Linked DNA regions of Mus musculus: all the other regions are linked to region 1. A link is a contact called in public HiChIP or PLAC-seq and promoter capture Hi-C data. All regions are on one chromosome and are shown on one strand. The core of a region is the stretch at or near the end of the contact, and the rest is flanking DNA. Distances in the headings are between cores, read along the strand shown.

Region 1 (3,348 bases), core at 588-3,087:
TGTATTATTGAAAATTCATTCGCTGCACTTGTCCACTACCCAAACAGCTCAGCACTTCATTTTTATCCACAGAGTTAGCTGTGGATATCCTGAAAAGAAGAGACCACCCTTTGGATGGAGGCCAGCCTTTTTTTTTTTCCTTCTAGCTTTCTTTTTTTATTGGTTATTTTATTTATTTACATTTCAAAATTTGTCTCCTCTCCCAGATTCCCCTCTGCAAACCCCAATCCCACCCTCCCTCCCCTCGGTCACCCACCCACCAACCCACTCCTGTCTCACCTCCCTAGCATCCCCCTACACAGGGGCATCAGGCCTCCACAGGACCAAAGGCCTCCCAGGGCTTTAATGCCAGATAAGGAGTCCAGCCTTTTAAAGGATCCACTCGTGCTCAGAAGCCACTTGCTCGTTTGTCACTAAAGCAAAAAGGGAGAAATAGACAATATACTACACTTAAAACTCCACTAAAAAGTTGAAGAGACTTTTTTTTTTTAATCAGAAACTTATCAGCTGGGTAGATGCAAGAGCTCCTTTGTGCTATCAACTTACATTTGGCCCTTTTGTGAGAGGTTTGCCCTTTGAGCATCAGTACCGTTCTGTAAATTAATACCAACATCGGACAGATTTTTTTTTTTTTTTAATTGGAAAGAGTCCAGCCTCAGGATCATTTAGTTCACTGCCTTTCAAGGCAGGGCTTTTTGTCATGTACAGGTGAGTGCTTCTCACCTGGGATCTGTTGATCTGAATTGCTTCCAGTCATGAAGAAATTATTCTCCACATTAAGGCTTGGCACACTTATGCAGAAAACTTCCTCCTGGCAGCTGCCCTGTACAGCTGCCTAATGCCTCTGGTGTGAGACGGAACATATCCCCACCTCTATCACAGGAAAGTCCTTCTGTTGTTCTTGCCTAGGCCCCCATCTTCCTAGAATCCAGCACCCCCGCCCCCGCCCCCCCTCCTGCCACACACACACACACACACACACACACACACACACACACACACACACACGGGGGGGGGGAGAGAGAGAGAGAGAGAGAGAGAGAGAGAGAGAGAGAGAGAGAGAGAGAGAGAGAAAGAGAGAGGGAGAGCGCCAAATTTCTTATGAGTAATAGTTTCTTTTTCCTTCTACCTTGTTTTTCTGTTAGCTGTCTGCCTGTTTTTAAACTTGCTGTTTTTAGGAGGGTAAAACACACACACACACCCATCCTGAAAGGCATGAACAGCACTTTGAATTCTTTTTCTGACAGCCGAGCGGGTTTCACTTTATTTCTTTATTTCTAGATCGTTTCATCCACCGGACACAACCTTTGTCCCCAAACACCACATTCACTTTACACAAACTTGTTGACCTGACACCCAACTCAGCTTTTCTTGAACCTTCGTCTGAGCAAATAAACATTCCTTGTGATCTGCGGATATCCCGAGCGGCGTCAGGAAGGGCCCGCGAGGCCCCTGCTGGCTCAGCTAGCCCACCAACTTGCGACTGATTTGGTTTCCTCTTTCTCCTCTGATTTTTAAGAAGTGAGGCAAAAAACCAATTCCTGTTCATTTTTGAGACAATGCAAGGGGCTCTAGACACCGTTGCAGGAAGCTGATTTCATGGAGGTCACCAAAAAAGTGGGCCGGGACACCAGGAAGGGGGCTAGGGATCCCACCGTGGAGGTGGGCTCCAGGGAGTAGGCACCACAGCGGCTGGGATGGCAGACAGAGAGGTAAGCGCCCCGGCGTGGACGCACTTGGGAGATCAGCCTGGGGGAGTGTGACACCACGTGCTTCAGGGGCGGGGACAACACTCTCCCTCCCCTTCTTATCTCTAAAGGGTGCAGGGCCTGATCTCAGAGTTTCTTAGAGAAAGGAGAGAGAAAGACAGACAGAGAGAGAGAGAGAGAGAGAGAGAGAGAGAGAGAGAGAGAGAGAGAGAGAGAGAGAGAGAAGTATTTTGAATATATTTGAACCTCAGGGGCTGACATAGACAGTAGAGGTGAGAGGCTAGCAACTTCTCCGTTTCAACTTGCCAAGCTCACAGCCAGTTGTGCAGAGAGGGTCCAGCGTAGACGCGGGAACCTGGGGACCCCGAGGGAGTGTTTCTCTGCAGATTTTTGGGGGGTGGGAGCTTCAGTCCCGACCCTTCCACGTTTCTGCGGCGGGAAAAAAAAGCCTCAAGACAGGAAGAGGAGTTGGGGTTGCACAGTCAGAGGATTTAGTTCCCCGAAGTGTGGCGCGGTTGGGGCTTTATATCCGGGACAAGCGAGAGTCACCACACTGTAAGCAAATCCTGGGGCTTCAGCAAACCAGGCTCCGGGCAGCTGGCCCCACGCCCGGCTCGGAGTTCGAGACTCTGGCCACTCAGAGCTCTGGGGCCCGCAGACTGCTGACCCAGTGCCCTTTATCTCTGTCCCCCTTTGTTCCTTTTATCTCAGGCTCCGCAGGAGGCTCCGAGAGGCCACACTGCCTATCGCCCTTCTGGCTGTTCTACCTCTTCAATGCCCCGAAGGTCTGAGACTGCAGAGCGGGGGCACGGAGTGTCTCGCTAACTGGGCCAGGCAGTGACGCGGGACCGGCGCACCCTCCCACCCCCACCCTAACGGCACTGACACCGGGGCACCGGCGCGGGTCCCTGCATCAGCTAGCTCCGGAGCTGCGCGCTCCACGATGGCTCCGGGCCGGGCAGTGGCCGGGCTGCTGCTGCTGGCGGCCACCAGCCTGGGACACCCCTCGGAGGGACCGGAGCTCGCCTTCAGTGAGGATGTGCTGAGCGTGTTCGGCGCCAACCGGAGCCTGTCGGCCGCGCAGCTGGGGCGCCTGCTGGAGCGTCTGGGGGCTGCATCCCAGCAGGGAGCGCTGGACCTGGGCCAGCTGCACTTCAACCAGGTAAGGGTGGCCCCGTTCTCTGCAGTTTTCTCAGATTCCCATCCCCAGAGCAGTAGCACCAGAGAAAGGATTTCGTGAAGTTTTTCAAGTTTGAAGCGGTCATTTGATCCTCACCGGTTGGTTCACCGGGCATTAAGGGACTTGAGTTAGAGATCTGGCAAGCCAAAATGAGAAGTTGAGCTACCAGAGGACTTGTTGATCTATAGAAAAACGGATAGGTCTACGAAGTAGTTGAGGGCGGAAACTCACCCAAGATATGAACTTTAGATAGGAATGGTATATTTAATTCTTAAGGAAAGAGCCATTTACTTAACTTACACATTCAGCAGTAGGAACCTGTCACCTGCGGTCCTTATCAGTTTCAGGGTGAGTGACCACTCCCATTTAAAAACACTCTTGTGAATATTGCATAAGGCCGTTAGGGCTGAAACAGCACACCTTACAGATGGGGAAACTGTGGACACCTTAAAACTCAGA
Region 2 (3,348 bases), core at 308-2,807, 900 kb after region 1:
AAGGAGTCTGTGTAGGAATGCATTGTTTCTTCTGCAACTGGGATTTGCAGTTAGTGTGTTTATTATATTTTAGTTGGTATCTTATTTATTTTGCAGTAAATAACTGATTAGGTCAAATTAAATTGATACTGAGAAACAAGCTGCTTACAAGCTTCTAGTTCTTAATATCTTCATGTTCTAAAAAAGAGTAGGAGGTTGAGCTAAGATATTTGATAGGGTCTTTTCAGTCTTTTAAAATCCATGATGTTGGGACCCAAGGAAGAGTCCAGAAGTGATGTCAATGTATTTTGAAGTTTTAAAGTACGACTACTTAAATCTGTCGGTGTACCCAGGAATACCATACAAGATATCCAGAAAGTTATCTTCATGTCTCCTGATTTAAGACCATTAAGGACAAAAACATAGAAGAAAAAATAGGCACCACATATTTATCCTGACAGGGTTGGCTCATGTCCATATCTGGACTGTCCTGTGTGGTGGCCAGCCATCTTCTGCAACTGTGAACACTTGAAATTTCCTTCACCCAAGAAAGAAACTGTCACTTGTTTTCAGTCAGTTTAAACATAGTTTTTAGTTTACGGAATCATAGATATAACTAAGCTGTCAGTCTTGGGTGGGATACAGAGGAGCTAGGGTAGAGCTATGAGGCTCTGAGCCTGACTCATGGTCTTCAGTGATGGGCTTTTTGGACTTGCTATGTTGATTGAAATGTTAGTAGCAGCTAGCCTCTCTTTGCCAGATCAGCTTGCAGAGAGCTAGATCTCCTGTTGTTCTTGTCTTTGACCAGGTCTAATGTCTACACTTTCCCTGCTGTCGTCTTCCACGGAAGAAGGGCATGTGAACCAGCAGTACACTCAATACTTACCTGGTGTCTTACTTAAAGCAAATATTGCCCCCCCCGAAACCGTTGATTTTTCTAGATTTGAAAATGCTCTTTTCATGTCCTCAGATTATGCTCAACTTATTTTTTTTTCTATTTCGAATTCTAGTTCATGTGGAGTGAACAAAAAACTTGAAAAAAAAAACCCACCGTTTTGAAATTGGGGTCCTCTAAACCTTTAGTTTTGAATAAATCACTAATGCTAAAAGTTTGTGACAAATCTGGGTGATTCAGTTACCTTTGGCCACCATACACTCAAAACCTGCTCCAAGAAGACAGCGGCTTCTGTCTATCCTTGGCACTATTACAGTTCCACTATGGTGGGGCTTTGTCTTTTGTGGAGCTTCTTTAATAAACACCAAGAGAAAGACTTCGTGAGTATTAGTTCTGTGATGGTTTTACACTCCAGTTCACTTGCAGACACTGAGAGCTGGAAAGAGCCCAATTAAGTTTCTCCCCTCAGCTTCCCTTTCTCTTTGGTGATGGTACTGGTAGGGAAGACTGTCCTAGCTCTTTAAATGAAAAAATTTTCCCCTGCACCTTTTATTTCCACAGCTGCCTCTGAGGGAATTGCTCCTCACAGCCTCTGCTTGGAGGAGCTCCTCGTCCTCTGAGCTTCCCTTGGCTTTTCCCTCTTCAGCTTGGCTTCTGTTCACCAGGCTTCTTTCTGCTTCCTGACCTCACGGAGCTAGCCCTTTTTATAGTAAACCGCTTGCGGTGATGTCACCCGCTCAGCTGGTTTCAATCAGCCTGCTCGGTGGAAGCTGGTAAATGACTCTGCAAGTTATCTTTTGCCTGGCCAGGCTCCTGCTGACCCCAAATAACGTGCAATTGACAACATTAACCATTTAGCAGTCCTTGCATCTCTTCACTCATAGGAGTGCTGATTGGAAATGAAGGTGCCCTTAGTTAGGTACATCAGCTTCCTGCCTTTCTTTCTCTTTCCTGCTGCCTCATTTCCACAGTGGCCACTTCTGCTTTCAAAACCGCACATCCCAGATCCCTAGCTAAGCTATCTGAAGCTCATTTCCCTCTTAGAACTTCTTCCTGGTTTGTTCCCCCCACCCCCACTTTGTTCCCCCTTTGTCTGTTTGCAGAATGGAATTTAATTATGGGTTTTCCTTGTTGTTAAAAGTTGTTGTGTCTCTTGACTTTTAATCTTCCTTACTTGAATTCTGGGTCTTATCTATTAATCTTGGGTTCTACTGGGTTAGTGTTTTGATGTTAAAATGTGAAACCTGTCTGAGAGAGAAATGGTTGGTTTCTGTTTCTCTTCCAGGAATGCTCTTCTCTCAAGTCTGTAGTTCTGACAGAGACTAGTGTGAAGTAAGATCTGTTGATTACATAGTTTATATGGTTATATTTTTAGAACATATTTTAGATTGGAAAATAGGCTTCATTGGGAAACCTTAGTTTTCATAAGTTGACTATTTGTGGATACTTCCCAGTATAGAGTACAGTATATATGAAAATTGTGTGCTATAGGATCCATGTTAGATGATCCATCAAAACTCCAAAAGTTTGGACAGAGTAAGTTTTTCACGGGTGCTGTTTAAGGGGATGGTAGGGCTTTGTCAATGGCAATGATGGGTAGAAGGATAGGGTGCTTGTGGCAAGGATGTCTGTCTAATTCATCCTCAAAGCACGGATGCTTTGGAGAAGCAACAGTGACAGGGCTGAAGTGGCGCTGCCTATGTGCATCCACCTGCAACATTGCTAACACCCATTACAATGATGGGTAGGCACCATTCATTTCCAAGTTTTATTTTTCTTGCTTGCTGACTGATTTATTGCCAATGACTGGACTCAGTCGGTCCTTCAACTCATGGGGAACCAGGATTTCGGTAGTCAGGGGGACAAGGAGTTGGCAGGATGACAGACACGTACACCAGAGAGAGTGCTGTGTCTGAATTTCTCAAAGCGAGCATCAGATTTATATTATAGAAGAAAACAAAGAAGTGAGGTGACATATCAGCCAAGGTACATTGAAGTTTTCTGACACAAAACAAAAAATGCATACATAAAGACTGACAGGAACCAGGCGATGTTTACAATTGAGATAAGAGTAGCTCTGTCTAAAGTCAGCTATTGACAGGAGCCAGAAGAGGATTTCACACCTTAGTCACAATTTACGCTATTCCTCTGAGCCTTGTGAAAGCTTGCACCAGAGGCTTCTGCTCTAGCAGACCTTTTCATGAATAATGCAATACTGTAGTTCCTCCTTAAACCACAACCCTCCTTCTTCCTAGGCCATTGTAAATTCTTGCATATGGAAGTAACTTGGCTGCTCTTTTAAGTGTCTATAGGGAATCTCCATTTGTCAGAAGAACTCACCAACTTTCTTCTAATATGTAATGTAGTCTGTCATACCTGACTGTAATGAGGATTGTAAGTTTACTTTGCTAAGCTTGCCCAGAGATTTCTAGCTCCTATCTAATAAAATACTGCAAGAAAGCATGCAAGACCCT
Region 3 (3,348 bases), core at 471-2,970, 880 kb after region 1:
AAGGTCCATTGTGCCATGTGCAGCACTTCTTATGGAAGGAGGGACTAGTCAACGTTGCTAAAGGTGTGGTTTCAAGGCATGGAGGTTTTCAGTAATAGGAATGGGTTGAAAGTTAGTGTTAGGTTTTCCATTTGTGTGTGTGTGCGTGTGCGTGTGTATGTGTGTGTGGCTCAAGTGAAAATATCAAGTGAGTTGGGCGTGGTGGCACACGCCTTTAATTCTAGTACTATGGGAGGCAGAGGCAGGCGGATTAATGAGTTCGAGGCCAGCCTGGTCTACAAAGTGAGTTCCAGGATAGCCAGGGCTACACAGAGAAACCCTGTCTCGAAAAAAAAACAAACAAACAAACAAACAAAAAAACAAAAAAAAGAAAGAAAGGAAGGAAGAAAGAAAGAAAGAAAGAAAGAAAGAAAGAAAGAAAGAAAGAAAGAGAAAAATCAAGTGAAAGTGTTTATATTCTCTGGAGTCTGTGGCTGCCTGTGCAGGTCAGAGGATACCCTAAGGTGTCATGCTTCAGGTTTCACACACACACACTCTCTCTCTCTCTCTCTCTCTCTCTCTCTCTCTCTCTCTCTCTCTCTCTCTCTAAGTGAGGGGCTCTTACTGGCCAGAAACCAAGAAGCAGACAAGTCTGCCCAGCAACCCTAGGCCCACCTGTCTCTGCCACCTGTCTCTGCCACCTGTCTCTGCCACCTGTCTCTGCCCACCTGTCTCTGCCACCTGTCTCTGCCCACCTGTCTCTGCCCACCTGTCTCTGCCCACCTGTCTCTGCCCACCTGTCTCTGCCACCTGTCTCTGCCCACCTGTCTCTGCCACCTGTCTCTGCCACCTGTCTCTGCCACCTGTCTCTGCCACCCCCCTCCCCCAGAGCTGTGACTATAGTCACATGCTGTCACACCCCTCCTTCTTGTTTGGGTTCTGGAGTTTTGGGTTCAAGGCAAACACAGTGCTAACTAAGCCTTCTCTCCCGTGCCCTTCTGCTCTTTTGACATATATTTTTAGATGTGTGTCATTAAGTCATTTTCAATAATGCATGATGAGAGGTGTTGCAACGCCACTGTACTTTATAGGACAGCCAACAGCATGGATTATTGTGAAAATTAAATTGTTTGGTAACTTGTCTGGTAATATGTACTTAATTAAAATGTGATAAATAAGAAATCCCCTTTAAGATCTTATTCTTGAAAATCAACATGTGTTGAAATGTCAACGCTAATCTCTGCCAAAATTAGTGTTGAAGATCACAGACTCTGGCAAATGTCTGATTACCTTCACTTTCTGGATTGCGTCACAGTTTTGCATATAGAATCGAGGATGCATTCTTGGGCATTTAATACATCTAAAAGTACAGATATGTTCTGCTTTCTCTCCCAGTGAATCCAGGTCTCTAACTAGTGTTTCTCTGGCACCCTCACCCTAGTGTCCCACCCAGATGCAGTGTTCACAGAAGACAATGGTTGGGACCAGGCTCTGCCCTCATTCTCACACACTCGTTTGTCAGCTGGGTTGGTATCGTGTTATCTGACCCTCTTTTCTCATTAGAGCCACTCACAAGATGTTTGCTAATGTCTTAACGCACCCAGGCAACGCGGAGGACTTCTGATTTTGCTCCTAACAGATTAGCATTTTGCTAATAATAGATCGTTCTTCTAGAGGTGTTTACTTAGTGGCTTCTGCGGAGGAAGCTGTGTAGTCCGCTCACGTGAGACTGAGAGGGTTGATGGCCACCACCACAGAGCAGGAAATAGAAAGTGGAACACGGAGGAGCAGAAAGAATTCTGGGATAGAGCCAGGCACCTGAAGATGTAAGGAGACAAATGCATGGTACCTGAGCACAGGTAGTCAGCCATGTGGCAGGATGTAGATTAGAATAAATGGGTTATTTTAAGTTGTGATATAGTCAGAGAAGAACCTAGCTATCTGGCCAAGGTACTGGTAAATCTATCTTGAGTCTGAGTCTTATTTCTGGGAGCATGGGGCTGGGAGGAGAGCCAGATGTACCTTCTACACTTTGTCATCAAAGGCTTCTCAGGACCGCAACCAGCTGTGTATTTTTGGACTCCATTTTGGGTGATGCTTGTGTATTCCTTGGATCTCTTATGGTCACATGGTTCCCATGCCAAAGATGCTGCATCTCCTGTATCCAGGTTCAGGCATCTGTGGTGCATCCGCAGGGCTGGGATGGCTTAAGATCTCTCATTTCCTGCCGCGACTCTTGTCTAACCCATCATCCTATGATGACCATTTGTCTCCTATAGCCCTGAAGTCAGGTAGTTTCTTTTTAAAATTAGTAGTTGAGTCTCATTCAGATGTTTTAAACATAGGATGACCTTCATTTTTTATTAATTATTTTATTTATTTACATTTTAAGTGTTGTTCCTCTTCCGGACCCCCTCTCCGTGAGCACGTCCCCCTCCCTCTTCCCTCCTCCCCTTTGCCTCTAAGAGGGTGTTTCCACTCCCACCTCACCCCTCTAGTATCCCCTTCTCTGGGGCATCAAGCCTCCACAGGACCAAAAGCATCCCCTCCCACCGAGGCCAGACAAAGCAGTCCTCTGCTACATATGTAGTGGGAGTCATGGACCTTGTTTGGTGGTTTAGTTCCTGGGAACTCTGACGGGTCTGGTTAGTTGGTACTGTTGTTCTTCCTATGGGATGGCAATCCCCTTCAGCTCTTTCAATTCTTCTCTTCAATTCTTCCCATAGGGGTCCCTGGGTTCAGTCCAATGGCTGGCTTTAAGTATCTGCATCTGTCTCAGTCAGGTCCTGGTAGAATTGAGTGTAGACAGCTCTAAGGAGACTTTCTGTGTGTTATCAAGCCCATCTGCAGTGGAAAGGGAACCCTGGAAGTCCACATGGCCTAGCTGGCTCGGATGAGGTAGGAGTGTACTCAGAACCTAAGTTTCACCATCAGCACAAACGTCCTGAAGCAGGGGCATTCCATGGTTGCGGTTGCCTTGGAATGGAGACATGTAGCGTGAACTGGGGACCAGACACCTCATAAATGGCTCTGTGACTGCAGGTGGCTTCCATTCCTAGAATGATTAAATACTTCTTTAAATGGCTAAGGTTAAGCTCTGAAGCAGATAAGCATCCTTATAAAGACCAAGGGAGACCATAACATTCTACTTAGTGTCCTTTCACATAGGAACACTCAACAAAACTGGCTTCTCTTCCTCAGGGACACAGAAGAGAAAGCTTATGTCTGTGTTGGGAACATGCTAGAAGCACAAAGCAGAGGATGTGACACTGTGGTCTCAGAAGTTACAAAAAAACATAACATGTTCTGTTGGAATTATACCTGTACGTGGGCTATAAGGAAGATAGGAATTCATGAAGTGATAAGGTA
Region 4 (3,348 bases), core at 241-2,740, 830 kb after region 1:
ATTTTCTTGATTTTCATATTCATGCTTTGAGTGTCTTTTAAATAAAAAGGTAAATGATTTAATCCATTCACATTTGTCTCTTGGAGGATAGATATGAAGAACTCCAAATATTCTGAATATAATATGTGTATTATATAAAATGATATGCCATTTGTATATAACTTATGCCCACCCATGCCTATACTTCAAACCATGTCTATTTCACTTGTGAATCTGGAGTTAAACGTAGGACAGTACTAATGCAGAGAAACACAGGTAGAGTTTGGAACTATACCTAGACCCACAGTCAGAAGCCAGACCGCATTTATCCGTATGTCTAAGGACAGAGAACACCACGCTTGACACCACCATCTCATTAAAATGTACTTGAAAACATAATAACCTTTTCCAATTTCTTTTAATACAATTTGTAATTGAAACTGAGCAATGTTTTGTGTCAAAAGAGTTGATTCAGAGCAACCAAGTACAAATAATATATTTAATTATGGAGATATACTGCTTGGGCCTTAAGAGATGGGATGTTATATTATTTCCTCATGTTTGTAGATTAAAGGTAAATTCATGCACAAATTTTATTTCAACAGCTAGGTATATATGGAGAAAGACCTGATCACTATTGGCAAGCAAATATATGCAACTTTTCCCCCTTGAGAACAAGTGGACATCAGGAATTAAATGAGACTGAATTGGAGCCAAGATCTGTAAATACAGTGTGAAGTAACTATCCACTTTATACTATGTTTTATTCTTTGCATTTGTACTTTCTCAATCCTAAGCTTGTATATCAATATTTTCATGAGCAGCTCTTCTAATAGTCTTGTGAACTAGTCAGTCAGATGAATCCTGCGTGGTTTCATTCTAAGTACATTTGTTTTAAAACAACAAGAGAATGATAGGTCTCCAGAATGAACTTTGATTTTTACATAGAAACTATACTACACTAAAAGTGTTGGGAAAAGAAGAGGGATTAGTGATGGATGGAAGGGATTAATAATAGTTTGGCTCACAGCTTTAGAGTTCATTCCATGTTCACTTGGTCCCATGAGCTTTTGCAAATCACTATGGCGATAGGGGTGTATTTAGGGGTAATGTCTGCCTCTTTGCAGATACAATGCAGAATGTGTGACAGAGAAAAGACCAAGACAACATAGTCCCCCCCAAAGTGGACCAAGCGTTCTACTTCATCTAGGTAGACACCACCTTCCCAAGTTTCTAAAACCTCCCAAAATACCACCATAAACTGAGAGTCAAGCATGGAACAAGTGGACAAACTGAGGAACATTTCATATTCAAATCGTAAAGTTCCTCTTCCAGATTCTCATGGCTATTCTGCCATACAAAACGAGTCTCCATTCATCTTAAGAGCTCTAATATTAGTCAGACATTCATACCCAAACTTGCTCATGACCCAAGGCAAAAGTGTAGCTGTGAGCAGTTCTACAAATAGGGAAAAATTAAACACATTCACCATTTAGCTGACAGAACAAAAGGAAGGGATGGGTTAATAGCAGTGACTAATAGGCCTGGACTGAAACCAAACCCAGCAACATCAACAGTAAATCCTGGACAAACAGATCTCACATCAGACACATATGGTGACTTGGCTGGCCTGACTCTACGGCCTTTGCATTTGCAGCCTCTCGTTCAGACCCAGTCCACCCCTTCTCTGAAGCTTTACTAACCAGTACTCTACGTTGCTGGCATTTCTAACATCCTAAAGTCTCTACTGCACTTTAGGGTTCAGTCTTGTTTCTGTTTTTGTTGCTGTTGTATGTTTGCTTGTTTTAATAAGATTTATCATTTTATTTTGTGTGTGTGTGTGTATGAGAGTATGCCACACGTGTGAGCAGGATGCATTATGAGAGCAGAGGTGTTAGATCCTCTGGAGCTGGAGTTACAGGCTGTTGTGAACCTCCTGTTGTGGCTGCTGAGACTGTTGATTCACATCCTCTGGAAGAATAATACACACACTTAAGCGCTGATCCGCTGATCCTCCCCTTCAGCCCAGTATTTACTCTTAACAGCTTCGTGCACTCTCCCCTGCAGGAATCCTGACACTATGATGTGCTGCCTGGCCCCTTAGCATTCCTAGAGGAGAAGCCTCCTTGCCCCCTTAAGTTCAGCATTCTGCATAACTAGGAACTCATTATCATGTGGACAATATGAAAGTCTGATGCCAGCCACCCTACCATGGGGGGCAGCCGACTTCGAATATCTGCATGACTGAAGCCGGTGAAACACTTCCCTAAACAGCTCTGTGAATGCAGAATGCCCTAGAGTTCTTTTCTCAGACCAAAAAAAAAAAAAAAAAAAAGTCATTCAATTGAGTTTAAAAAAATGGTATATCCTTTATTCTATGAAGGCTAGATGTCTGGATCAATTTCTGAGGAGTCTGCAAGGTTTCTTTCTTGTTTCAGTACAAAGTAATTGATTTCCTTATCTTAAAAACAAAACACCTTTCATCAGTGTGTGTGTGTGTGTGTGTGTGTGTGTGTGTGTGTGTGTGTGTGTGTGTGTGTGTGTTTCATGATGGAGGCCAGAGCCAAATCTGTGGACTTAGCTCTTTCCTTCCACCTTTTTGTAGAATCTGGGAATTGAACTCAGGCCATTAAGAATCACAGCAAGCGTTCACCAGCTGAGCCATCTTGCCAGCCCCTTGATTTCTTTGACTGCCTCTAATCTGTTTCACCACCATATCTATCCTCCTGGTCCACAACTTTGAACTATATGCTTTCCCAGCCCCATTACTTGTTTTTATAAAATTCTTTCTACTCTTCATTTTGCTCTTACTTCTCAGACCATGTTCCTGCCTCAATGATGTGCTCACTGGACCCTCCTCTGCTGAAGTGACTAGTCTCTTACTTTAAAATTCAACTGCATTCACATACTCAGGTCACAGATAAATAACTGGCCAGAGTATAACATAGAGGTCTTAGGTTCAATTCCAAACTACAAGTTCATGTCTAATTCCTCTTGAACCTGGCTTCCACTGTCCACATTACTACTGGCCGTGTGATCTTATGAACTCACTAGAATTACCCATTAAGCTTACAACATTTTAGGGCTTTCTCTATCCAGAGTTTCCAAATTCTGCCTATAGAGCATGGAGAGATGGATCGGCAGTTAGGAATAATTGCTGTTCTTGCAGAAGACCCAAGTTCAGTCCTTAGAATCTATATTTGTTGACCCACAACTACCTATACCTCTAGCTCCAGGGGAGTGGATAGCCTCTTATTGCTTCCACCGAAACCCACACACACGTAGAATATACACACAGGTGCATAAACACTAATAAAATATAAAAAGTAAATCTTTTAAAAACAATTTTCAATGAAAATGAGTTTCAAA
Region 5 (3,348 bases), core at 523-3,022, 750 kb after region 1:
AAAGAATAGTCACGATACACACTCTCTGCGAAAACAACATTTCAACACCTATGACATTTGACATAGGAACAAGGCCATGACAAAAATCATATTGAAGAAGTGATGAAAGAGAAGAAGAAAGTGGCAAGAACACCAGGGACTACTTACTTTTCTTTGGTTTCTCACCAATGTGTCCCTAACATTGAAACTAGTTGAAAAGCACAGGAAGATTGGCACCCTTTGATTTGGTCCTTAAAATCCATTCTTCAAGTGCACATTCCAGAGGGAGAACAAGAACATGAAGCAGAGCCCTAGCATCAGATGAGCATCCAGTACAACCTCTGCCCATCTGAGACAGGCGCAGCATTCGTTCAGTGTTTTGCTGAAAGACCAGGGAAATTTAGCCAAACAAGCTCCATTTTGCCCATAATTTCTTTTGTTCATAACCAACTGATATAATAAAGATGTCAAATTGTCAGTGAACAAATATAGAATGGATTCTACATAACTACTGAGAGACAGACTGCTCCAGGACAAGAAGAGATGATTAGAAAAAGTGAGGGTTTCACAGTATAGAGGGATCATTTCTTTCGCACTATTGTCAAAGTGATGCTATAAACCCCAAATCTAGATGGAGGAATGAATTACACTGATGTGAAATGGGCACAGAGAGCACATTAGGAAGAGGCAGCCTTAGATCTTGGGTACTAGAGAATATTGTGGCAATCCCAGAACTAAGTAGAAATCAAGCTATAAAAACTGTGAGGATACTTTATATCCAATTTAGCCAGATTCAGACTTTGCAAAGTAATAAAGCATTAAAACCCAGTTTTTTATATAAAGTAAGATGACAACACTAGCTGAACAGCATGAAACTGTCAAGAAATTACTGGAGGTTCAGTTAGAACATTGAAGGAATTGGGACCATTAACAGAAATACATCTACCACTGTGCAAATCTCAGACTTGCAAATATTCTGTTGCTCAGTCTGTGTCTGAAACCAAGCCTCACACCATATGAAGATTGGAAGTAGATGATGATACAAAGTCAGCTCAGTGAACTAGTTGGTGAACTAATAGCATGGCCATAGGTTAGAGGATACAACACAGCCAGGCTCGTAGTTAATTGAAGCTAGAAGAAATCTGTTGATCATAGTCTTCAATGTTCTGTCCTACAGGAGGGTTCTGTTTGTTTTGGTGAAGATTATGATTTTTAGCAAGAAGTTAGGGGAAGAGATAAATACACCATGATTAACTGCAACCTTCCACTAAGCTCTATGGTAGTGGGGAAATGAGCAGAGACCTTTATATTTATCTGTATGGTCCAGTCAAAAGAGGCTGAGGTGTGGCAGGGAGACACAAAAAATGCTAGATGATGAGTATCTAGGTCAAGGTCTACTATAGCCACTTTGCCAGTGTCCTAAGGGACTCCTGTGTCTTAAAGAAGATTCCAGATAAGGAAAATCCTTAGGGGGAGCTTTGGCCAACCAGCCCCAGTACAGACTCAGGAAACAGAACAGAATTCAGGAGGCTTCTTTGTCTGACCTGTGAGCTTTTAACATGGATGTTATAGTGAGAGGAGATGAGAGAGATAGAGCAGTCAGTTAGTAACCCCCCAAAAGGGAAGGGATGCTGAGCCTCATCCAACATAAGCCCATTCACACCAAGGTCTGTGCTGACAAGGCTCATTGGTTGGCTCTCCTCATTTTGACAGTCAGTTCTTTCTACACACTATCTTCCTTTGCTTTTAGTTTCTACGACAAACCCAACCCAAAGCCACTTAGGAAGGGAAGTGCTTGTTATGTTTACAAGTTCTGATCATGGTTAGTCATAGAGGTGAGTCAGGGCAGGAACTCAGAGGCAGGAACTGGAACAAAGGCTATGAAGGAATGCTGCTTACTGGCTTTCTCCTCCAGCTCGCCACATTAAGCTCCTTTTCTTCTACCTCCTTGGATGACGGCCCAGGGTGGCACTACCTACAATGTGCCTGCCCACATCAAGCATTACTTAAGAAACTTGCCCTCCCACACACACACACACACACACACACACACATGCACCTCCCTATAGTCCAATTTGATGCAAGCATTTTCATAGCCAAGGTCCCCTCTTCCCAGATAATGCAAGTTTGTGTCACATTGACAAAAATATATTCAGCACATAAGCTGAATACATCTTTCCTTTCATGTAATCTATTTGTAGCAGTCAAGTACCATTAAACGTAATGGCCTGAAGCACCATCGCATTTTTTCTCACCATTCTATTGCTTAATGAGGCTCTCTTCCCCCTTAATGCTGGACTAAGCTAGAACATCCTAGATGGCTGGCAGTGGGTATTCACTTTGGCAGGGGCTTACTGCAGTTTTCACCCACAGCACCTGCATGTATCTTGATCTGTTTCCATGGTTCAGCCAGCTTCCTGGAGAACATTTTCCAATGGCAGGCATCTGAACAGGAAGGAAGCAAACCTTCCAGTGAGGTTTCCCTAGCATTCCTCCATCACATCCCACCGGTAAAGGAGCCTTAGGGTTTGTTCGGAGTCCAGAGAGAGGGATACACACCAAAACAGAACTTCTGCTATCTCGGGTCTCACAAATGGTTGCACATAAAATATTCATGTCAGCACTCCCAAGAATCATGTCGGAACACACTGCCAAGGAGTGCTGGGGATGGCAGCCTTGAGTTCTCTCCTGATCCTAGCTTATTTCCTGGAGGAAGCATGAGTGACTGAAACGTTAAAATGCCACCATTGTCAACCAGAGAGGAGCTGGGAGCTAGTTGCTTAGTTGCTAAGTAACTAAATTACTAATCAGAATTTCCCGGTAGAATACAGGAGAATAAAGAAAAGAGTCAAGGTGAGAGGGAAAAATTGCTTCTCTCCAGTGGAGTCTCACTGGGATTTCAAGCTACTCTTAAATGTAGGCTCTATGCCCAGCAACTGATGACCCACAACGCAAAAGAAAGCCAGTGGAGCTTCATTGTCTCATATTTTGTCAGGGCCTTCCCACCTTGGAGGTCCTTTGCATAAATATGATGGCTTCAAGGTTGGTGATTTTTATGGGATCTAATCTATGTACAAATATGTGTTTGTTAGTTTTGTTTTATTCCAGTTTGGGGTACTTTGTTGTTATTTTAATGTATATTATTTTAATATTATTTAGATGCCTGTTTATTTTCTAATGGGAGACAGGGAAGTTATGAAATCTGATGGGAGGGGAGGTAGGGAAGATCTTAGAGAGTTGGAGAAGGGGAAACCATAATCAGAGTATATTAAAACCTATTTTTAGTAAAACTAAAAATATATTAAATTATAAATGCGAAAACATGTGGATGTCCAAAATGAGAAGCGTTTGGTGAAACCTGGTTCTAAA
Region 6 (3,348 bases), core at 346-2,845, 540 kb before region 1:
CAGGGGTCCTGCTTTTGTTCAGGATTGAAACCACATACTTCTGAAAGTGAATCTTCTTCCTTTGAGATTAGGTCTTACTATGAAACCTACTTTGTCCTCGTTAATCTCCTACCTCAGCCTCCCAAGTACAGGGACTACAGATAGGTCCCTTATTTGGGGGAGAGAGGCAGAGACAGAGACAGAAGTTAATCCTGGAGCACTCTCATAGTCATTAAAAGCAAACGCCTTTCAAAGCCCTGGCAAGTTGAGGGAAAGACAAGTCTATTAGAGCAAGGAGCACACACAGAAGTGTCTGCTGTAATAAGCTGCCGTTTATCCTGCAGGTGTGTGGCAGACGCTGGGCTTCACCTGCACACCATGTCCCCTCCTCACCACCCTGGCAGAGCCGCTGTTTCCTTCTCCTCCATATAAGAACGCAGAGCCGCTGTTTCCTTCTCCTCCATATAAGAACGCTGTAGGTTGGCCAGTTTACAGGTCCTGCTTACTCAGCTATTTCAGGGAGACATAGGATTTATGTCTTTTTATTTTTAAACTGGGCTCTTTTTTCCCCTTTGAGGGGGTCAGCTGTTCTGAATAAGGGTCTTCTGTAGTCCAGGCTGGCTGTGAAGTTCTAAGCAAACTTTGTGATGCTCTTACATCTATTTGTGCTCGGTGCTAGCACTCTGGGCTTTATACCGTGCTAGAGACTGAAGCCAGGGCCTGAGGCAGGAGCTTGAGGGAGGAACAGAAAGCACCCACACACTGAGCAGCACAGGAAGCCACCCTGTGCCTGCCTTAAAGGACCAGCTCTCTGTCTTGCTCTGCTCCGTCCAACCCACGTGCATCCAACTGACTGACTGTGAAACCCACACTTTAGGAGCCACTCAGAAAGAGGAGCAGAACCCAGAACCTTCTGGGAGGCATCACTTTTCTCTTCAAGAAGGAAGCCCTCAGAAAGTACAGCCTGCGTCCCCAGCAGACCTGCATGGCTGGCCAGCCCAGGTGACAAAGGAGGCTCGCAATCTGATAGCTTTGTTTTGTAGCCTTTGCAGTGCCAGAGCCCATGGCAAAGTGTGCCAAATGTGTCGAGCCCCTGGATTTATGCAGGACATTCACACATGACCTCCATGATCACTGTGACACTAGCCAGGTTAACTCACAAGTCTCCGACCCAGCCAAGACCTAGCCCTTTCCTCGTGGCTCCTGTAGTCTTCAACCAACTTGATTGCATGATATTTTGCTCTGTTCATTTCAAGATTCCCATCCTAGCTGGGTGTGCTCCTCGGCTCAGGCCCAGTGCACTCAGGATGCCAGCATTCTGCAGCTGAGGGATTAACGTCAGAAACAAGACTTTAGCCCCAAGGAAGTTTTCTTTTCCCCGCTCAAAGCAATCTGGGTTAAGAGCTAGGAAGACCAGAGTATTTAGTGCCTCGGGTCCCTTGTGTGTTTTCCAGCAGCCTTCCACCTTCCTGGCCATTGGATCTGGCCTGCTAAGTAACTTGCACAAACAAAAGACAGGCCTTTGTTTGGCGTTCACAGTTCCACGTTCTGATCACTAGATGGCAGCATGGACACATCTAAAGTGCACGGCTGTGGCAAACACTTCTTAAAAGCTTACTTAACAGGCATTAGCAAAAGGACTCGGAGGGGACCTGAACTCCACCTCCCAGCGTGCATTAATCAGCATGTGACTTCTCCTGCGCAGAGATCTGAAGTTTGTCTCCTGAAGGAATCTGGAGGACTGTGTGGACTCACTCTTCTAAAGTAAGATATTTTTTTCTAATCACTTTCGACAAAACTTTTGGGGACTGAGAGTTGTAGCTTGTGTTGCCATCTTCTCCATATCGCCGAGTTGAAGATGCATCTTCAGTTAGTGTGGGAGTTGGGAATCCTCTTGTATTTATTAGAGTTTGAAAATAGCCAAAGAAAGACAACTGTTCCAGTATCTGTCCTAAGTAAACTGGCTCGTGAAAATATTTGGAATTCCAGAAAATACTCTGAGCCTTTTTCTAGTAAAAAGAAATTTAGGGTTTTAGTACAATCTTTAGAAGTAGGAAAGTCATTATGTTAAGAGTGGGTTAAGTTTACAATTTCTGGACGTATTCCCACTCTAAACCCCACCCTGTTACCCCCCCTCCCCAAAAAAAAAACAAAAACAAAAAAACAAAAAAACCCATGTTGCCTTGAGACTGCTTGGAGGTCAGCTGGAGAAAGGTTTAGAAGTAAACAGAAACTAAATTTTGTGCCTGGTTGCTTCTGGGTGGTCTCGGGGGTCATGGAGGTGCTTAAGAGAGCACTGAGCAGGTGCCTTCACTGATTCTCAACCTGTGGGTCGCGACCCCCACGCCTAGGTTCTATCTAATTAGATATTCTGAATGTCAGGTGTTTACATTATGGTTCATAACAGCACCAAAATTACAGTTGTGAAGTAGCAACAAAAATATGGGTCACCACAACATGAAGAACTGCGTTAAAGTGTCGCTGCATTAGGACGGTTGAGAACCAGGGCTTTGGTGGGCGAATACCCAGGGTCCCTTAGTGAAGGCCCTGGACTGTGAGTTTCTTATGCTGTACTCAGGGTCGGGGGAGGCAGGGACGGCTCATCCCTTCCTAAAAGCACAAGTTAGCTTTCTCTCAACTCCTACCACACTCTAAGTGAAATTTCTCTCTGCGTGCTACTGGTAAAAAGCAAAGCAAAGCGTACTGCATCAGAATTGGGGAGACGCCATGAAGCCAGATCCTGTTACCCAGCATGTGCGCATGATTGGATCACAGAGTGGGGGTCATCAGTTGGCTTCAGAAGCCCCTCTTACCGTGTGACTGTGTCGGGCTGGATCTCAGAGGAAGGCTCTAATAGGAACCTAACAGGATGGCTTTTATTAGGGGAGATACTGTTGTGGGAGAAAATGACAAGGAACCAGGTGACGATGGGAGAGACTTCAGATGGATCGAGGCAGGGAGAAGGCAGAAGTGGATTTGGGGGTGGGGGCACCCTGAATGCTTCCTTCAGTAGGGTGGGGCTGGGGACCCTAAGGAGGCTAGGGAGAAAGAGTTCTGTACGTCATCCATCACGGTCTGCTCCAGGGTGGGAACAAAGAACAAAGGTGTCCTCCGGGTCAATGGAACCTCAGTCCTGCTGGAGGTGGGAGACTGCAGCATTCTCTTGAACCTGTGATTGGAAGGCATTGTATTGATATGATGATAGCTGACTTAGCCTCACCCTCACAGGAGACCAGGCTCTGTCTGTCATCTGTGAAGCACTGCCCACCCCCACCCCCTCCCCATCCCTGCTTCCTTGCCAGCTACTTCTAGACAACTGCACCCATTTCCTGATCCCAATCCCTAATGGCCACTGCCAGCTCCGTTCTG
Region 7 (3,348 bases), core at 232-2,731, 520 kb before region 1:
TCCAGAGAAACAGAGGGCAGGGAGTAAGACTCAAAGATAGGAGATAAAAGACAAGGGAGAGGGGGCAGGGATATTTATCCCAGAAGGTGATCAAGGACTGCCTCTGGATAGAGAGGTGACAGATGTGGCATACAGGAAAATGGCAGTTTAAGGTACAAGGGGAAACCTCATGTTAGGATGAAGTGTTTAATTTTAATCAGGCATGTTAATTAGATGAACCGAAGGGGCTTTCAATTGCTGGACTTCAATCCTTTGATAGTTGGACCTTGGTAGTCAGCCTCAGGAGAAAGAAGTGGCCAATTAAGGGAATGAGCCTAGGTGGCTAGCTTTAGGAATGGAATCTAATGGTTTTAGCAGTGCAGAGGGAAATGCCTGAGCCATGCTTGCCACCTCAAGCTGACCAGAGTCCCTTCAGGAGTAGAGCATCATGTGTGTTGTGAGCAGGAACACACATAGTTAAAAACAAATGAATTCGTTTAAACACAGTGACCTCTGCAACAGAGAGATGTTCCGTTACTTCTGTCAGAGCTCAGAGGTTACAAGCAATGAAACCAGAGTGAATCTAGCCCAAAAGTTCAATGTTTTCCACTCACGCCAATAAAATCAAGGCATATCAAATGAACATCATATGACCAAAGGGTTGGGGGAGGAAAATATGTCTTAGTTCTGCAGGAAGAGGAAGCCAATGAGAATGGAAATTTTTGCAAGTTTTAGAAAATGAGTTCGTTTTAGGAAAAGAATCATTTCATTTCCTCTGAGAAAGGGTACTGGATGGAGCCTAGGTTCATTCGGAGGATTTCTGTCTGGAATAGAAATGTGCTTAATACACCTGCATGCTTGAAATCCAAGACTGAACTTAGCACTTGCTCAAAGAGTAAGACCAGATAATGGACGAGAGCAACTCCTTTGAGATGCTCATAAACCCCCACTTGGACTTGGATGTATCTTTCTGCTTGGGAGAATTTCATCCCCTTACCCCTAATATTTAAAATCTATGTTAAAATCTCCTAACAAACTCCAACTCCGATTTAAACGGGGAGGGGGGGGGAGGGAGGAAGACACCAAACTGGAAGTCAGAAATAAAAAATTAAATGGCTGATGGGAGGGAGCGTTACAGTAAAACAACATAGCAAGAGGCTCACAGTGACAGACACTGGCCCAAGGTTTCACTCCGCCATTTGTCACCTGAAGGAAAGAACCCTGCCTGTGAGAAGACACTGAGAGTCCTGGAATTTGCGTCGGATTACAGAATTTAGGAGATTCAGGAACAGTGAGAGAGCCTGCTGCTCTTAGCCTTGAGAGGTGGCCAGAGGCTGCTGGAAGCTGGGGCGCGTGGGCCAGGGTCTCCCTCTGGCTGAATGAGCAGAGCCCTGAACTGAGAGTGTGCCCCGCCCTGCCCCTCCCTGCCCCGCCCCTCCCTACCCCGCCCCGCGCCACTGGACCTCCCTGTTTTCCGCCGGCCCCCAGCCACAGCACCGCCCTAACCTAGCACGCCTTGGTAAACCTAGGCTCAACTCCCACTCAACGGAAGCCAGGAGGCCTGCGCAGACTGCCAGCAATGAGGTGAGTAGCACCGAGCAAACAACCCATGCGCATAGCTGGTACGGGAATGTGTGTGTGTGTGTGTGTGTGTGTGTGTGTGTGTGTGTGTGTGTTCGAGCGGGGGTTTTCCTTGTTTTTGTTTTAGCTCTCAGTTTTTGGACTGGGTGCTGAGGATCTTCAAGTCTAGACCCTAGACAATGTGATGCCTGCTCAGAGCACGTGAGCTGTAGCCCTCTTACTTGCCAGGCATCAGCTTCTTGTCACACACTTGCTCAGACTCCGGTGAGATTGATTTCACCAAAACATTAACGGCAGGGAGCTTTAAGCCCCCAGCAAGTAAGGTGGACCGTGGAGCAGTTGCCTGGAGCAGGTCTACTCTCTTTTCCCTCTGAGACGGCCCCGCCCCTTAGCAGATACAGATGCTGCATCGTGGGTGGGTGCTGGATTACCGATTCATAGGTTTGAAGGTTCAGCAGACACCTGCATGTCTTCTCTGAGCTAAGCAGGCACAGGAGATAATCACGTGTGGATTGCATACCGTTTCCACCCTCCAGGAGTTCAGAACGCAGCTCTGGGATCAGAGTATGCCTAAACAAGACTTTAGATCCTGAGCATGCACGCTGCTCTGGGGACGTGGGCAAAGTGACAGCCCCCTGTAACTGTGATACACACCAGGAGCACAAGCAACATGGGGAAGAAAGATGTATTTCATATCACAGGCTCACAGTCCAAAGAAGGGAATTTGCGGTAGACACTCAAGGCAGGAACTAAATAGAAGCTATGGAGGGATGCTGCTTACAGGTTTGCTCTCTATGGCTACCTCGGTTTGCCTTTTTATAGGCTCCAGGACCGCCATGGGGACCCACAGTGGTCTGGGCCCTACCCCCCAACAAACATTAGTCAAGAAAATGTCTTGTCACACTTGTCTACATGCCAATCTGATGGAGGCATATTATTAATTTAGATTTCCTCTTTCCAGATGACTCTAGTTTATGTCAAGTTGACAAAAAACTCACCAACCCACTGACTAGGGCATGTTATATATTTTCTGGCATAAAAAGTCTTTAGGGTTACAACCCCATCAACTATATTCTCAGCCCTTTTGGAGTACCCACAAGAGGAATTAAGAATGAGCCAGAAGGAGAGCTGGAGAGATGGCTCAGTAGTTAAGAGTCCTGAGTTCAATTCCCAGCAACCACATGGTAGCTCACAACCATCTCTAATGGGATCTGATTTCCTCTTCTGGTGTGTGTGAAGACAGAATTTAAAAAAAGAAAGAAAGAAAGAAAGAAAGAAAGAAAGAAAGAAAGAAAGAAAGAAAGAAAGAAAGAAAGAGAGAGAGAAAGGATAAGCCAGATGTAGTGACTCACAACTTTAATTCCATCACTTGGGAGGCAGAAGCAGGTGGATCTCTGTGAGTTTGAGGCCAACCTGGCCTACAGACTGAGTTCCAAAACAGCCAGAGCTATATAGTGAGACCATGTCTAAAGAAGAAGAAGAGGAGGAGGAGGAGGAAGGAGAGGAAGAGGAGGTGGAGGAGAAGGGAAGAGGGAGGGGAGAAGGAGGAGGAGGAGGAGGAGGAGAAGAAGAAGAGGAAGAAGAAGAAGAAGAAGAAGAAGAAGAAGAAGAAGAAGAAGAAGAAGAAGAAGAAGAAGAAGAAGAAGAAGAAGAAGAAAGAAGCAGAGAGTAAGCCAGAGGTGTTAGTGATAGTGACCCCATGAGGCCTGGATCCTAGATCTTACATGCAAAGTTTCTGTGTGAATGTGGAAATTAACACTCATTCGATTCTTGCTCATATTCGTGTCC

What was found. Promoter capture Hi-C pulls out the DNA fragments that hold promoters and counts their contacts. HiChIP or PLAC-seq counts read pairs in DNA pulled down with a chosen protein or histone mark.
Region 2: an H3K27ac HiChIP or PLAC-seq map of large pre-B cells shows a contact between it and region 1, with 4 times the contacts expected there. The contact joins the enhancer-like site here to the promoter of Slc39a8 in region 1. A contact is called at or near these places in 5 of 39 promoter capture datasets (the 3T3-L1 cell line, cranial neural crest, embryonic stem cells and 2 more) and 2 of 115 datasets of contacts at active chromatin or transcription factors (large pre-B cells and stem cell-derived neural progenitor cells).
Region 3: an H3K4me3 HiChIP or PLAC-seq map of bone marrow-derived macrophages shows a contact between it and region 1, with 4 times the contacts expected there. The contact joins the enhancer-like site here to the promoter of Slc39a8 in region 1. A contact is called at or near these places in 8 of 39 promoter capture datasets (the C10 cell line, the SN4741 cell line, embryonic stem cells and 5 more), 4 of 115 datasets of contacts at active chromatin or transcription factors (bone marrow-derived macrophages, extraembryonic endoderm stem cells, pancreatic cancer cells and 1 more) and 2 of 9 other capture datasets (liver and macrophages).
Region 4: a FOXA1 HiChIP or PLAC-seq map of pancreatic cancer cells shows a contact between it and region 1. The contact joins the enhancer-like site here to the promoter of Slc39a8 in region 1. A contact is called at or near these places in 8 of 39 promoter capture datasets (the 3T3-L1 cell line, the C10 cell line, the SN4741 cell line and 5 more), 2 of 484 Hi-C or Micro-C datasets (B cells and Th1 cells), 14 of 115 datasets of contacts at active chromatin or transcription factors (astrocytes, bone marrow-derived macrophages, embryonic hindbrain and 8 more) and 2 of 9 other capture datasets (liver and macrophages).
Region 5: a contact with region 1 is called in a FOXA1 HiChIP or PLAC-seq map of pancreatic cancer cells. The contact joins the enhancer-like site here to the promoter of Slc39a8 in region 1. A contact is called at or near these places in 4 of 39 promoter capture datasets (the SN4741 cell line, hippocampal neurons, liver and 1 more) and 2 of 115 datasets of contacts at active chromatin or transcription factors (large pre-B cells and pancreatic cancer cells).
Region 6: a promoter capture Hi-C map of embryonic stem cells shows a contact between it and region 1, with 4 times the contacts expected there. The contact joins the promoter of Bdh2 here to the promoter of Slc39a8 in region 1. A contact is called at or near these places in 7 of 39 promoter capture datasets (the C10 cell line, cranial neural crest, embryonic stem cells and 3 more), 2 of 15 datasets of contacts at CTCF or cohesin (the NIH/3T3 cell line and large pre-B cells), 10 of 484 Hi-C or Micro-C datasets (CD4 T cells, LSK cells, Th1 cells and 6 more), 13 of 115 datasets of contacts at active chromatin or transcription factors (the 230-238 cell line, astrocytes, bone marrow-derived macrophages and 6 more) and 3 of 9 other capture datasets (adipose tissue, embryonic stem cells and liver).
Region 7: a contact with region 1 is called in an H3K27ac HiChIP or PLAC-seq map of thymic regulatory T cells, with 9 times the contacts expected there. The contact joins the promoter of Slc9b2 here to the promoter of Slc39a8 in region 1. A contact is called at or near these places in 1 of 39 promoter capture datasets (pre-B cells), 2 of 15 datasets of contacts at CTCF or cohesin (the NIH/3T3 cell line and large pre-B cells), 1 of 484 Hi-C or Micro-C datasets (myocytes), 10 of 115 datasets of contacts at active chromatin or transcription factors (bone marrow-derived macrophages, embryonic hindbrain, embryonic limb bud and 5 more) and 2 of 9 other capture datasets (adipose tissue and macrophages).

The regions. Positions count from the first base shown.
Region 1 is chr3:135,823,820-135,827,167 of GRCm38.p6, forward strand. It overlaps Slc39a8 (solute carrier family 39 (metal ion transporter), member 8), which reads left to right and starts at 1,838. Exons shown (of 9, transcript NM_001135149.1): 1 at 1,838-1,981; 2 at 2,421-2,871. The coding sequence starts at 2,653.
Region 2 is chr3:136,723,809-136,727,156 of GRCm38.p6, forward strand. All of the region lies in intron 1 of Ppp3ca (protein phosphatase 3, catalytic subunit, alpha isoform), which reads left to right. Among named protein-coding and RNA genes, the nearest start is that of Ppp3ca, 55 kb to the left of the region's middle. Within about 2 kb of position 1,558, at least 151 of the 459 cell types and tissues checked have an H3K27ac peak or open chromatin away from gene starts, as enhancers often do. A contact at or near this core is called in liver, where this site is marked.
Region 3 is chr3:136,699,146-136,702,493 of GRCm38.p6, forward strand. All of the region lies in intron 1 of Ppp3ca (protein phosphatase 3, catalytic subunit, alpha isoform), which reads left to right. Among named protein-coding and RNA genes, the nearest start is that of Ppp3ca, 31 kb to the left of the region's middle. Within about 2 kb of position 1,721, at least 42 of the 459 cell types and tissues checked have an H3K27ac peak or open chromatin away from gene starts, as enhancers often do. A contact at or near this core is called in bone marrow-derived macrophages, where this site is marked.
Region 4 is chr3:136,649,626-136,652,973 of GRCm38.p6, forward strand. No RefSeq gene overlaps it. Among named protein-coding and RNA genes, the nearest start is that of Ppp3ca, 19 kb to the right of the region's middle. Within about 2 kb of position 1,491, at least 26 of the 459 cell types and tissues checked have an H3K27ac peak or open chromatin away from gene starts, as enhancers often do. A contact at or near this core is called in the SN4741 cell line and pancreatic cancer cells, where this site is marked.
Region 5 is chr3:136,576,404-136,579,751 of GRCm38.p6, forward strand. No RefSeq gene overlaps it. Among named protein-coding and RNA genes, the nearest start is that of Ppp3ca, 92 kb to the right of the region's middle. Within about 2 kb of position 1,773, at least 16 of the 459 cell types and tissues checked have an H3K27ac peak or open chromatin away from gene starts, as enhancers often do. A contact at or near this core is called in the SN4741 cell line and pancreatic cancer cells, where this site is marked.
Region 6 is chr3:135,279,626-135,282,973 of GRCm38.p6, forward strand. It overlaps Bdh2 (3-hydroxybutyrate dehydrogenase, type 2), which reads left to right and starts at 1,596. Exons shown (of 10, transcript NM_001172055.1): 1 at 1,596-1,743. It overlaps Gm46826 (a long non-coding RNA gene), which reads right to left. Exons shown (of 3, transcript XR_001783991.2): 3 at 2,807-3,148.
Region 7 is chr3:135,306,219-135,309,566 of GRCm38.p6, forward strand. Slc9b2 (solute carrier family 9, subfamily B (NHA2, cation proton antiporter 2), member 2) reads left to right here and starts at 1,482. Exons shown (of 13, transcript NM_178877.6): 1 at 1,482-1,563. The region is part of intron 1 of Gm46826 (a long non-coding RNA gene); the gene reads right to left.